3 separate regions of the Mus musculus genome follow, and all the other regions are linked to region 2. The links are chromatin contacts, called in public HiChIP or PLAC-seq and promoter capture Hi-C maps. All regions are on one chromosome and are shown on one strand. Each heading gives the region's core, a stretch centred on a gene start, on an enhancer-like site or on the middle of the called end of the contact. The rest is flanking DNA. Distances are from core to core; before and after follow the strand shown. Region 1 overlaps Ttc25 (tetratricopeptide repeat domain 25). Region 2 overlaps Stat5b (signal transducer and activator of transcription 5B). Region 3 overlaps Dnajc7 (DnaJ heat shock protein family (Hsp40) member C7).

Evidence for each region. HiChIP or PLAC-seq counts read pairs in DNA pulled down with a chosen protein or histone mark. Capture Hi-C pulls out chosen DNA fragments and counts their contacts.
Region 1: a contact with region 2 is called in an H3K27ac HiChIP or PLAC-seq map of embryonic stem cells, with 5 read pairs. The contact joins two enhancer-like sites. A contact is called at or near these places in 5 of 39 promoter capture datasets (hematopoietic stem and progenitor cells, hippocampal neurons, liver and 1 more), 2 of 484 Hi-C or Micro-C datasets (CD4 T cells and the G1E-ER4 cell line), 4 of 115 datasets of contacts at active chromatin or transcription factors (bone marrow-derived macrophages, embryonic stem cells and large pre-B cells) and 2 of 9 other capture datasets (adipose tissue and liver).
Region 3: a contact with region 2 is called in a promoter capture Hi-C map of liver. The contact joins two enhancer-like sites. A contact is called at or near these places in 2 of 484 Hi-C or Micro-C datasets (liver and olfactory sensory neurons), 3 of 115 datasets of contacts at active chromatin or transcription factors (bone marrow-derived macrophages and embryonic stem cells) and 3 of 9 other capture datasets (adipose tissue, liver and pancreatic islet).

What each region holds. Positions count from the first base shown.
Region 1 is chr11:100,557,502-100,561,849 of GRCm38.p6, reverse strand. Ttc25 (tetratricopeptide repeat domain 25) reads right to left here. Exons shown (of 12, transcript NM_028918.3): 8 at 1-32. Among named protein-coding and RNA genes, the nearest start is that of Ttc25, 14 kb to the right of the region's middle. Within about 2 kb of position 2,194, at least 4 of the 459 cell types and tissues checked have an H3K27ac peak or open chromatin away from gene starts, as enhancers often do. A contact at or near this core is called in embryonic stem cells, where this site is marked.
Region 2 is chr11:100,780,156-100,784,358 of GRCm38.p6, reverse strand. It overlaps Stat5b (signal transducer and activator of transcription 5B), which reads left to right. Exons shown (of 19, transcript NM_001113563.2): 17 at 55-106; 18 at 583-687; 19 at 1,137-3,628. The coding sequence ends at 1,263. Among named protein-coding and RNA genes, the nearest start is that of Ghdc, 11 kb to the right of the region's middle. Within about 2 kb of position 1,963, at least 24 of the 459 cell types and tissues checked have an H3K27ac peak or open chromatin away from gene starts, as enhancers often do. A contact at or near this core is called in embryonic stem cells and liver, where this site is marked.
Region 3 is chr11:100,590,994-100,594,865 of GRCm38.p6, reverse strand. Dnajc7 (DnaJ heat shock protein family (Hsp40) member C7) reads left to right here. Exons shown (of 14, transcript NM_019795.5): 6 at 1,893-2,011; 7 at 3,301-3,454; 8 at 3,815-3,872. It also overlaps a transcript of Cnp not described here. Among named protein-coding and RNA genes, the nearest start is that of Cnp, 18 kb to the right of the region's middle. Within about 2 kb of position 2,040, at least 18 of the 459 cell types and tissues checked have an H3K27ac peak or open chromatin away from gene starts, as enhancers often do. A contact at or near this core is called in liver, where this site is marked.

The DNA.
Region 1 (4,348 bases), core at 945-3,444, 220 kb after region 2:
CAAGGGCTCTCGATTTTGCATCTGGAAGGTCACTGTGGAGAAGCAGAAAAAACAGCCATTAAGTAGAAATCAGATATTATGGTGAAAAAGGCAGACACTAGGGCCCAGGCTCCAGGAATTCAGAGTTCCAAGAGGAAGATGTCCAGGCTGACAAGGCTGTGTCACACAGACCCATTTGTGCCCTTAGCCTGAGATGGACATCATCAGCATCCTTCCAGGATTGACAGCTTACAAAGATGTTCCCTTTGGTCCAACAATTTTCTTTCTAGACTTTACCTTAAGATAACATAACAAGAACATGAATTAAAATGATTCTTATTTTAGAAACAACCTATTAGGGGTGACATAACAATGGTAATTAGTTGATGTGAAAAGAAGTTTATGATGTATAAAATGAAAAAGTCAGGGGCTGGGGGTACAGTTCAGTCGTTCAGTGCTTGCTTAGCATACTCAAGACCCTGAGCTTTCCCCAGCAACAAATATGGAAAATTTATCTATGTGGGCCTATGTTGCTGGCTTTGAAGATACAGAAGATGGCATAGGAGCCATCGAATGAACATATGTTCATGCTTGCGTGCACATTCATGCTTGCGCGCGCGCACGCGCGCGCGCGCACACACACACACACAGAGGCGAGGGAAGGGTCCCCGGTTTAGGAACGTACACCATCTCAAAGGAATAGGCAGAGTGCTAGAGGCAAATGCCCAACATCTTCTGGCCTCCATTGCCTTCCATCTGCTCACACTCACAGCTACATACACAATCACATAGACACACATACATACACAAGTAATTTTTTAAAAACTCCCTCTCGCTGTCAAAGGGAACAATTAAAACTTAGCTCAAAGATTATAATTAGCTTTATTTTTGCTTCTAGAATTTGGCAAGGCTTCATTCCGCAAAATAAAATGATTATTTCAGTGACTGAACAGAGTAGATATATAACTAGAAAGGGGGTCAAGAAAACACAGACAAGTAAGTAACAAACAAAAAGGATGGAGGAGGATAGAGGGAGATACAGGAGGATGGAGGAAGATATAGGAAGATGGAGGAGGATGGGAGGATGCAGGAAGATGGAGGAGGATGGAGGAAAATGGAGGAGGATGGAGGAGGAAGGAGGAAGTTGGAAGAGGGTGGTCTTTTCCAAATTACTTTCTATTTAAGGCCAAGACACAGAGACAGAAAAATAAGATTGGCTAGCAGGCTGGTGAGATGGCTCAGAGGCTAAGAGCACTGACTGCTCTTCCGAAGGTCATGAGTTCAAATCCCAGCAACCACATGGTGGCTTACAACTACCCATAATGAGATCTGATGCCCTCTTCTGGTGTGTCTGAAGACAGCTACAGTGTGTACGTATGTATAATAATAAATAAAAAAAAAATAAATAAGATTGGCTAGCATCAGGTTACTTCCTGGTACCTTTTCCCTGTAAGGATTACGGTAGAGAGAGAGACTTCATTATCTTGCCAATTGGAACTGGCCCATTTATCAAACTTGGTGGTTATCTCTGTAATACTCTTTTCTCCAGTGAACTGAACAGCATACTTTCAGCTTAGAAATGGGAAATTTAGCATTAGTGACTCCATTTTGATTTTTAACAGCCCTCAGCTACAGATCTGCTCCTATAGCACCTCGCTCTTTCCCATCTCAGGCTGGCTTCTCCACATCTTCCTTTCAGCACCTTTCTGTGAAGCCAGAGCCTGGCACGGTAGCACAGGACAGAAGTTCCAATCCACCCAGTAGGGCTGCAACAGAAGAATCACTTGAGCCAGGAGCTTGAGGCCAGCCTGGGCCACACAGTAAGACTGTCACTTTAAAACAAGAACAGCTTGTCCTAGTGGCTCACACGGGTTAATTCTAGCACTCATGAGGTTGAGGTAGGAGGATCAGGAGTTCAAGGCTAGCTTTGGCTACATTATGAATTTGAGGATAGCCTGAGCTATATGAGACCCTGTCTCAAAAAACAAAACCAAGCCAAACAAAACGGAAGAATATGACCCTTTGGTTGTTTGTTTGCACTGGAGATTAGACCTCACTCTAGCCTGTGACTTCAGATCACAGTACTTCAAAGCAGCCCGCCTAACAAGGACGGCTAGAAGGTCATTCCTCAGAATTTGACCTGTAACCTCAGCAACAACCAAGTCTAAGTGTGAGAGTCTAAGTGTGTGGTAGCTGCTTGTTCTCTGCACCCTTGACCTTGCTGGCCTTCCTGGATAAAGGCACAGCCCCTTGCTCACTCACGTCCCGCCGAGTTGTTGATGGCTTCCTGGGCTTTCTGAATTCCTACTTTGAATTCCTGATCAGGTCTCAGTTTGTAGCCTTGATGGTAGAACACCAGGGCAAACTCAAAGTCTCCCGTGGTGTACAGTGTCTCAGCTTTCTGTAAGATTCCCCTGGCACAGGAGACTATCAGGTCTCTTTTATTCATTTAAAAACCTTGAAATGAGTTCTTGTTTTGAAAATCCTCTGTATGTGTCTAAGTACGTGAGTATGTCATAAACAGGAGCATACTCCAGTGAGGTCCCAGGGAGATGGGAAGGAGGTGGGGTGAGAGACTTCCACACAGTTTTAAATCAAACCCAGCATGGCAGAACTTTCTATAAAGCCAAACTCCCTTATAGGGCGTCAGCTGCCCATAGCCCTGGTCCCTAGACCAGCATAAAATCTCCAGACCCTCCAGGTGCCCATGTCTCTCTGCCAAGGAGGATCCTTGCTCTCCTCATGCCCAGTCCAAGCCTCCTGTCCAGCATCCCCTCTCTGGCAGTGTCCCTGCCTGTGTCTCTGTGGGTCCTCAGCCTTGGTTTTCAATAGCTGCCCTCATGGGCTGCCTCAGATAGGTTTTCCCTTGCAGAGAGGGCTCCCCTGGGGTTAGGGCGGATGGCCCAGTGGTAGAGCCTGCCTAGCGTACTGGAGTCCCTGGGTTGGATTCCTGACACTATTAAAAAGTTAAAAAGCGAGAGTGAGTAATCTCCTGTGGTGTGACAGGTAAATCCTGTGGCTTCTTAATTTATTCATAATATTAATAAGGGAGGTGCCAAGAGTGGTGGTATACACCCTTATGCCTTTAATCCTCCAACTCCAGAGGCAGATGCAGATGGATTTTGGTGAGTTTGAAGCCAGATTGGTCTATACAGTGAGTTCCAGGCAAGCCAGCGCTACTTAGTGAGATCTTGTTTAAAAACAAAAGACAGAAAATGAAGGCTGAATATGTGGATCAGTGTTAGAGCACTTGCCGAGCATGCCTGAGGCCTAGGTTCCAGCTCTACCATCAGAAACGTTCATAATGCAAGGACTGTGGAGACACACAAGGCCCTGGGTTTGGTCCCCCAACCACTGCACAAACCTGGCATGAAGGTGCACATCTACAATTCCAACAGCCAGGAAGTTAAGGAGTTTTCGATCGCCTGGGTGCACACCTGGCATGTGGTGCACACCTATTAGGGAGGTAGAGCCAGAAGGCCAAGGAGTTCACAATCACCCTCAGCTACACAGCGAATTCGAGCCAACCTGGGCTACTTGAAATCCTATCTTGAGGAAAACAACAGCAAACTACCAGTGACAGGAAGGCACATAAATCAAATCTCCATCCACCCAAAAAATGGATGAGCACTGGAATGCGTACCTAGAAACCTCCTGAACAAGTCACTGGCTAGTCTCTAAGTGGCTGACAAAAATGAGGGAGGGAGCCGAGCGGTGGTGACGCATGCCTTTAATCCCAGCACTCAGGAGGCAGAGGCAGGCAGATTTCTGAGTTCAAGGCCAGCCTGGTCTACAAAAGTGAGTTCCAGGACAGCCAGGGCCAGGGCTATACAGAGAAACCCTGTCTCAGAAAGAATGAGGGAGGGGTGCGTAGAATTCACTTAGACTGGAGTTTCCAGGTAAGGCCCTGTTTGCGGATGCTGAAAAGGTAGGAAGTAGGCAGGCCAAGTGGCCTGAGCTTGTGATCCTAACTCCTGGGAGAGAGAGGTAGGAGAGTCAGGAGTTAGAAGCCATCCTGGGGCTCCATAGTGAAATTGTCTCAAAACACAAAAATAAAAAAGGAAGTAAGGCTGTCTAAATACTGTACCAGATACAACACTCTTTTTTTTTTTTTTTTTAATGTGGCAAGAACTGGTAACAAGAGAGTGACTCTCTTCCCAAAGCCCAGTGTCTAAGAGGACCAATAGGATACCAGTGGCCGGGGAGGAACAGGGTGGGATTTCTGGACCTTTTCCTCCATTCCTACTGCCACTCCGGGTCAAAGGCTTTCCTAGAGTGAGACCCTGAGTCCAGGGTCTGATGAATGAGTGGGAGTGGCTTGACAGAGCAAGCTCTGAGGAAAGGGACACCTTGCTGAAGGAGCCAAAAG
Region 2 (4,203 bases), core at 714-3,213:
CTTGAGGGAGGTGTCTCTGAGGTCCCTGGTTTTCACTGTTCTTCTCCCCGGCAGCGAAAGCAGCTGACGGATACGTGAAGCCACAGATCAAGCAGGTGGTCCCCGAGTAAGTGTCCAGGGCCCAGGGCCCGCTCTCTTCTGGTGCTCTTGTGTTCTCTCTGTCTCTCTCTGTGACTCTCTCTGTGTGTCTGTCTCTCTGTCTGTCTCTGTCTGTCTCTCTGTCTGTCTCTGTCTCTCTCTCTCTGTCTCTCTCTCTCTGTCTCTCTCTCTGTCTCTCTGTCTCTCTCTCTCTGTCTCTCTCTGTCTCTCTCTCTGTCTCTCTGTCTCTCTCTCTCTGTCTCTCTCTCTCTGTCTCTCTCTCTCTCTCTCTCTCTCTCGTTTGTGTTCTTCCCCCAGCACCTGAGTCCAGTCCCTAAGACCCCAGGAAACCTGGCTTAGCCTTTGAGATATAACTGAGTTCCAGTCATGCTGTGGACAGGCCCCTGGGGTCCAACTTCCTATGTCCTGAAAAAGACATGAAGATGCCCCCTAACCCCTCCTCCAGTCCATGTGGCTGAGGTTGTGTTCTGCTTCCTTCTACAGGTTTGCAAATGCATCCACAGATGCTGGGAGTGGCGCCACCTACATGGATCAGGCTCCTTCCCCAGTCGTGTGCCCTCAGGCTCACTACAACATGTACCCACCCAAGTAGGTCATGCTCTTGGGGGCATAAATGGGAGCAACTGGGGCCTTGGCGTCAGGCTGGGCTTCCTAAGGCCTGGAGTCAGGGCAAAGGAACCTGAAGGTTATCTGGAACTAACCTCACCCAGCCTAAGTCCAGGCACTGGCCTTCCACAGGGGGAGATTGCACCAGATATTTAAAGCATCAGTGGCCATGAGCAAATTGGCATCTGTTTGTCTTCTCTGAAAAATGGATATTTGCCACACTTTGTGTGTAAGGGCTGGGTGGAGTTTGGGAGTGGGCATCCAGAATAGACAGGACGGTCTGATGACCTAGCCAGCAAAGGCCTCTCTGATTTCTATCAGGAGATCTTTCTAGTGAGAGCCCAGCTCACTCAACTGATGGGTTGTGGGGTTTCAGATGACCTCTGATAACCTTTGCCCCTCCCCCTCATCATTTGTCCTTTCCTCTGAAGCCCGGACTCCGTCCTTGATACCGATGGGGACTTCGATCTGGAAGACACGATGGACGTGGCGCGGCGCGTGGAAGAGCTCTTAGGCCGGCCCATGGACAGTCAGTGGATCCCTCACGCACAGTCATGACCAGACCTCACCACCTGCAGCTTCATCGCCCTCGTGGAGGAACTTCCTGTGGATGTTTTAATTCCATGAATCGCTTCTCTTTGGAAACAATACTCGTAATGTGAAGTGTTAATACTAGTTGTGACTTTAGTGTCTCTGTGCATAGTGGCACTAGTGAAGGGAGTGCGCGTGAGTGTGAGTGCATTTGCACGTCGTGTTTTTTTCCCCGCCCCTGCTGTCCAGTCTAAGCCGCCACGCCAGGGCAGCGGCTGCGCTTTTTTTTACCATGTGCAAAAAGGCAGTTGGTTCCCTGAACCCTGGAACCTGGCCATGTGTCTTCAGGGTGGCTGACCCTTGACACGTGACTATCCAAGTAAGAAAAGGACAGAGGAAAAAGCACCCTCTCTCTGGGGAGCCTCGGTTCCTCTGCCAGGTAGTCCATAGTCCAAGCAAGCATTGTCATTGTCTCCGCCTGTCTTCTGAGATGTAGATGACTGTCTGATGATGAAAGCCAGTACCTCCCGTGTCCCCTGTCCCCTTTGCATAAGGGACGGAAAGGGGAGCTGAATCAAGGGTGATGGGGCAAGGGTGGTCACAGGTTTTTGGATGGGGAGTGGCTGTTTCCCGTTTCTGCCACTTCCGCCATCTTAACACTGGCTCCTTCCCTCTCTGCTTGCTCAGTCTCTATTTCTAGAACTGCCACTCAGCTTAAGTGCAAGTGTGTGTACTCAAGTGGAGATGTTTAACAAAATAGTGGAGAGGAAGCCAGGCCACCCAGCTCTGAGCGTACAGGTTCAGGTGATGCCCTGTGTTCCTTCTGTCAGGGCGGTGCGTTGTGCCCAAGTCCTGGCTCCAGACACTGGGCGTAGCCTGTCTGCGCCAGCCTCCCCAACTCTTGTCTGTGCTGTGGCCAGGCCGCGCCTGCGCTATCCAAGGCTTTTCTCCAAGCGTGTTGATAATGGCTTCCTGCAAACGTCCGGTGGTGTTTTTTGTTTCTAAATCAGGTCTTTTTTTATGTTTTTCCCATTTGCACCCTAATTTGACATCAAATTTCCCCCCTCCTGTATCAGGTCCTGGGTCCTCTGTACCCAGATCACTTCATCTCCCTTCAGTGTCACATAGTGCCCTGAGGATTAGGTGGTAGGAATGGGACCTGCACACGGGGCCAGCCTGCCAAGCAGGCAGCCAGCACTGTACAGTGCTGGGTGCCGGGTGGCCGTTGGGGATTGGGGAAATGCAGTCAGTCAGCGGGTTTCCTAGGAAGCTTGGAAAACTAAAAGCAAAGTGAAAGCCTCAGGGTGATTTGTTCCACAGTCTCCTCTGTAGTGTCTCCAGAAGGAAGGAAGGGGCTGCAGTGGGCCGTCAGGGAGAGGGGCAAGCAGAGAGCGGTTACCACTCAGGCTTGCTGAGAGCCCTCCTTGGCTTCCTCTCCCAAACAAGGGCAGAACCGTGCCCAGGAGAGGAGCCCCCAAAACCTTATTTTTATACATGCAAGTAAATAAACATATTTTTTTTACAAAAATAACTTCTGAATTTATCAGTGTTTTACTGTTAAAAGAAAATACTCCTGTGTAGTAAATTATTTATTGGGAGATGAGTTTTTAAAAGCTGCTGTTTGCCTTGCCTTGGTTTTGTACACTGATTTTTCTATGCCTGGCGGTAGCCTCTCTGCCTCAGGTGCTGGCCGGATGGAGGAGGTGTGAGGCCCCTCCCTGGCCCCTCAGAAGAAAGCTGGAACTGCCAGGGGAGTCCAGGCTTAAGGGACTCGTCCCCACCTGTCATGCGACTGTCCCAGTAACCCTCACGAGGGTGTGGACTCGACAAATATCTAGATATATGGTGGACATGGCCCCAAGTCATGGGGAGAGTAGAGCAGCCTGGGCCCCCCCACCCCCAAGGTTCTAAGCTGACTTTCAAGTTAGGTTGGAGAAAAGGGTGCCAAAGAAGCGAGACTTCCACATAGTTTTTAAGCTACCCTGGATTTACTGAGGGTGTACCTGGACATGGGAGAGGTTTTTAACTGGAAAGTGTGTCCCCTATCTGCATGCTGGTCTCTCTCTCTCTCTGCCCAACTCTTGCACCCAAAAATGAGGTGAGGGCAGGTCTCCACCCACCTCTTGCCTGCTCACAGACCCACTCGTGAGTCGGGAAAGCCTCAGCTTTGGGGTGTGGGGCTTTGTAGAAGTGGAAGGAGATTTGAAGTGGCTATCTCCTACAACGGAAAATATCCTTTTATAATTTTTCTTTTTAACGTTTTATTTCAGATACATATTTTAGTGTCGAGGCAGATTAGTATATAGCCACCAAAAAAGTATTGTGTATAAATTGAGGCAGCCACAAAATTGTGTATTTTATGTTACAATAAAGGCGTCTCCTTGAAGGACAATATTGAGTCCTGTTTCCTTTCCGTCACGTGTCAGGGGAGGGTGGCTTTAACTGGAAAATGTTTTCAGTCACGAGCATGACCCTAACAAGGGGAACTAGTTGGGCCTCAGTGGCCTGAGATGACATGCCATGAGCTTTGATTGCAGTCAGGGGCGTCTCTTACCTTCCTGCTGGGAAGTGATTGGGCCGATAGCCATCTCAGATTCCCCTTACCCTCTTCCTGATGGAGAGCCCGCCCGTCCTAACTGATTGTGTTCAGATTCCTCCCCTGAGCCTGGCACCATGTCGGAAAACTGGTGGTGACAAGACATTGGTTCCCGCCACCCAAGGTCATTATGAAATACAAGAGAATGTGAAGGAAAGGTCATGGAGAGCCGGAACTGCTCTCTCTCTCTCTCTCTCTCTCTCTCTCTCCTTCTCTCTCTCTCTCTCTCTCTCTCTCCTTCTCTCATGCTGGGACTTGCAGCATGCCAGAGAAGCGCTCTACTAATTAGCTATGCCCTCTAATGCCCAGCCCTCTCTTTCTTTTGAGACAAGGTCTCAGGCTGTGGTTGAACTCCCGGCTGTCTTCCTTTC
Region 3 (3,872 bases), core at 791-3,290, 190 kb after region 2:
GCTGTCCCTACTGGGGACGTGGTTGGGGGTGGCAGTAAGCATTGCTGAGCCTCAACTGATGTTCCTCACGATGAGCAGAGCCAGCTCTGCATAGAACGTTGAGCTTGTGAGGCCAAGGGCGTGGCTACTCCGCTGTCCCTGGCTTTTCCTCGTTGTACCTCAGTTGTCATTACTGTCCTTAGAACTTCCAGTGACCTGTGCCACTAAAGGAGTGCCATTGTTGGATTGGCAGGGCTGAAAGTGTCAGTGAGCGGCTCAGTGTTTTCTTTCTTGCTTGCTTGTGGGTTTTCTTTTTTGAGACGAAGACTCTATGTAGCTCTGGCTGCCCTGGAATTAGCTGTGTAGACCAGGCTGGCCTTGAACTTGCAGAGATCTGTTTGCCTTTAAACCCATCTTGCTTGTGTTTTTAATCTCAGTTTTGAAAAGGCCCTCGGTGCAAATAAAAAGCATGGAAAGATATTTAGTGATGAGTGCTCCTTCAAGCAGGCCCTCTGGTCTCTCTGCTCCCCGTCTCCAGTGCTAGGGTAGAGCTCAGGGTCAAGTTCTACCACTGAATACATCAAATACAGATTGTTGGATTTGTTTGCATGAAAGGTAGTGCACTGTTTTCCCTCCTCTGAATAAGGCTTGGAGGTCTTTCTACAGTAGTAAATGGAATATTAGTGCATTCTTTAGAGTTATGGAGTATGTCATTATATTAGTCTACAGCGATGAAAGTTACCTTTCCTTGCTTTTAGAATTCATACTTGGAGTCTGAGAGGTAATGGTGTCCCTTAATTGCAGATTTCTCCTCTGGTCCGTTATTCTTAGGGAGAAGGGGATTGAGGGAGGATATCCCAGGAGTAGCAGCTAAGTAAGAATGAGAGCTCAGAGAACAAAGTTGTGGAGAAAGGGATGAGTTTCTGAGAGCTGTGTGACTGACAGGGAGCACGCTGTAGCTTTCGTAGGTATGAGTGGGAAACTGGCTTGGCATTTACACAGAGCAGCCCAGTGGTAGTAGTCATGTGACATCCATTAGAATCCTTATAGATGGCTAGTTCACTGTGGAATTTCTATACTGAGTGTAACGGACCAACCCAGTAGTAAGATGTGCTTTAATCCCAGCACCCAGGAGGCAGAAGTAGCTAGATTTCTGTGAGTTCAAGGCCAGTCTGAACTATATGGTGATTTTCAGGCCACCTAGAGCTGCACACTAAAACTGTCTTTTTTATTTGTATGAATATTTTGGCCCCACATATGTCTGTGCACTATGTGCATACCTGGAGCCCTTACAGGCCAGAGGAGAGCACTAAATGCCTTTTGTTTGGATCCCTTGGGACTTTGCAGACAATTGTGAGCCACCATGTGGGTTCTGGGAATTGAACCGAAGTCTTCTGGAAGAACATCCAGTGCTCTTAACATCTAAGCCATCTCCAGGCTCACCCCTTCCCTGTTGTCACGGGAAAAGGAGGGGCGCAGCAGTTTCTGTTCTGTGTGCAGCGCTGATTCTTGCTGGTGTTCTTATCGTACTTACCAGCTAAAGCCTGACAGATAATGAAAATAGTAAATAATGGTGTTTGCAAGAAGAATGTGAGCTCTGATCATAGTCACTGTGGGCTCACCATGGAGGCTGCTTTCTGGTTGAGGTTAGTGCTCTAGCGTCCTACTGTATTTAAGATGGAACTTGGTGACCTAGAGCCTTGCTTTGTTCTCTATTCATTAGTCTCTCATCACTAAAAGAAAGGTAGTGATATTACTTACTAACTCGATGGGGTATTGGTGTACTTACTGAATGAACGAACGTGTAGAAGCTTTGATATTGCACCAATAAGCAATGATGTCTTGAGCAAACTCAAGTGAAGACATTTCTGGAGTCCCAGTTGAAGAGCTCACTTGCTTTCCTCTTCCCTTAGGTTGTTTTCTGCATGGACCGTGCCCTAGAATTTGCCCCTGCCTGCCATCGATTCAAAATTCTCAAAGCAGAATGTTTAGCAATGCTTGGTCGATACCCAGAAGCACAGTTTGTGGCCAGGTACGCAATCTGGCCAATTCATGACTGAGACGCAGAGTGGACTTCTGACTGCTGGCTGGCTGCTTGCTACACGGGGGCTGTGGGTGTCGGTTAGGGTTGTTGTTCATGCCTTCCTGGAGCTTAAAGCCAAAGGTTAAAGCAGGTTAAATCCAAGACCCACAAGGTATATAGGATGCAGCTGTGTTGCCGGTGCTCGAGCCTTGTGCGAGAGAGCTTAATGAGTCTGAGTTTGTTTAACCTCTGTTTTCATGTACTCTGTGGGAGTTCATTCTCTCCTTCCATGCTGCAGAAGGTTTTGGGGACTGAATTTAGGTCATCAGGCTTGGCAGCAATCTCACTGGCCTGGGTTTGTTTGAATGCAGTTCTTTCTACTCCAGGAAACTCTTTTTATCTATCCATATTGTAACTCTTGTATCCTTTCTTGGTCCCTGGTCTCTACTGCAACTGCTTAGCTCTGTCCTATGCCGTAGTGCAGAAGCAGCCACAGATAACAGCTGAGTTAGTGTAAACCAGATTTTAGGGACCTGACCCAAGGTTGGGATATAGCTGGATTGGAAGATGCTTGTGTAGCCTGGTTTCATTCCTTAGTACCATGGGGTGGTACAGAGGCAATGGTACAAGTGCTGGCCTGCTGTGTGCCTCATTGGTAGAGTTTGTGCTTAGCTTGTACTGAGCCTTCAATCCAGTCCCTATTACACATCACCTATCACCAAAATATGAGGAGAAAATGGAATACAAAACAGTACCAGAAAGGACTTAGCCCTGAGGGCGGTACTTTATTCACCCCTACTCTAATTCAATAAAGATTGTGAGGCATAGCCAGGAATGGTGGTACACGCTTATAATCCCAGTGCTTGCCAGAGGCAAGCCGATGTCTGTAAATTTTGTAGGCTAGCTTGGTCTACAGAGCAAGTTCCAGGACAGCCAGGGCTATACAGATAACCCTGTGTCAAAAACAAAAACAAAAAAGAAAAGATGATGAGACACAAGGAATGTATTGGGCTGGATTGGTGGGGGAGAGGGGGTATTCTCATCAGTAAGTTCTTGCCTGTCAGGTCCCAGGCCCTGGGTTTAATCCTCAACACTGCTAGGTACGGGGAGAATGAAAAAAGAAAAACATAGTAAAGATATATAGGTAGTTTATTTTAACAAGGCTTGTTCTTGAGAATCTAGTCACCTGTGGATGAACTTTGAGTACTAGAGCCGTGATCAAGAAACAGTTTGACTCCAGATGGTGGGAATGGCCAAGACATTGTACACCACAGCTGAACGTGTCCTCTTTATTTCAGTGACATTTTACGAATGGATTCCACCAATGCTGATGCTCTGTATGTCCGGGGTCTTTGCCTTTATTACGAAGATTGTATTGAGAAGGCAGTGCAGTTTTTTGTACAGGCTCTCAGGATGGCTCCTGACCACGAGAAGGCTTGTGTCGCTTGTAGAGTAAGTTCTAAGCCTGGTGTTCTGCACGTGGTGGTAGAGCTTCCTTTCATGTCTCATGGTACGAGTGAGGCTAGGGCTGCAGCTCAGTGGTGAGGTGAGGTGAGGTGTCACGCTGTCATTCCTGTGGCCCTGGATTCCGTCCCTCCTAGCAAAGTCGGGAGAAAAGAAAATAAAGAGTAGAGGAAGACTCACAGGAATGTGACAGCTCCACTTGTCAGTGTGTTAAACCTTCCCTGTGGGGGCCGGGCATGCAGGGGCCTGTGTCCCGCCAGACAGCTGGGATTGAAGAGAGAACGGTGAGAAAGAAAGACTGAGCTGAGGTTTTTTGCACTGAACTGACCGTCCCTTGCTTCTCTCCAGAATGCCAAAGCCCTTAAAGCCAAGAAGGAAGATGGGAATAAAGCCTTTAAGGAAGGAA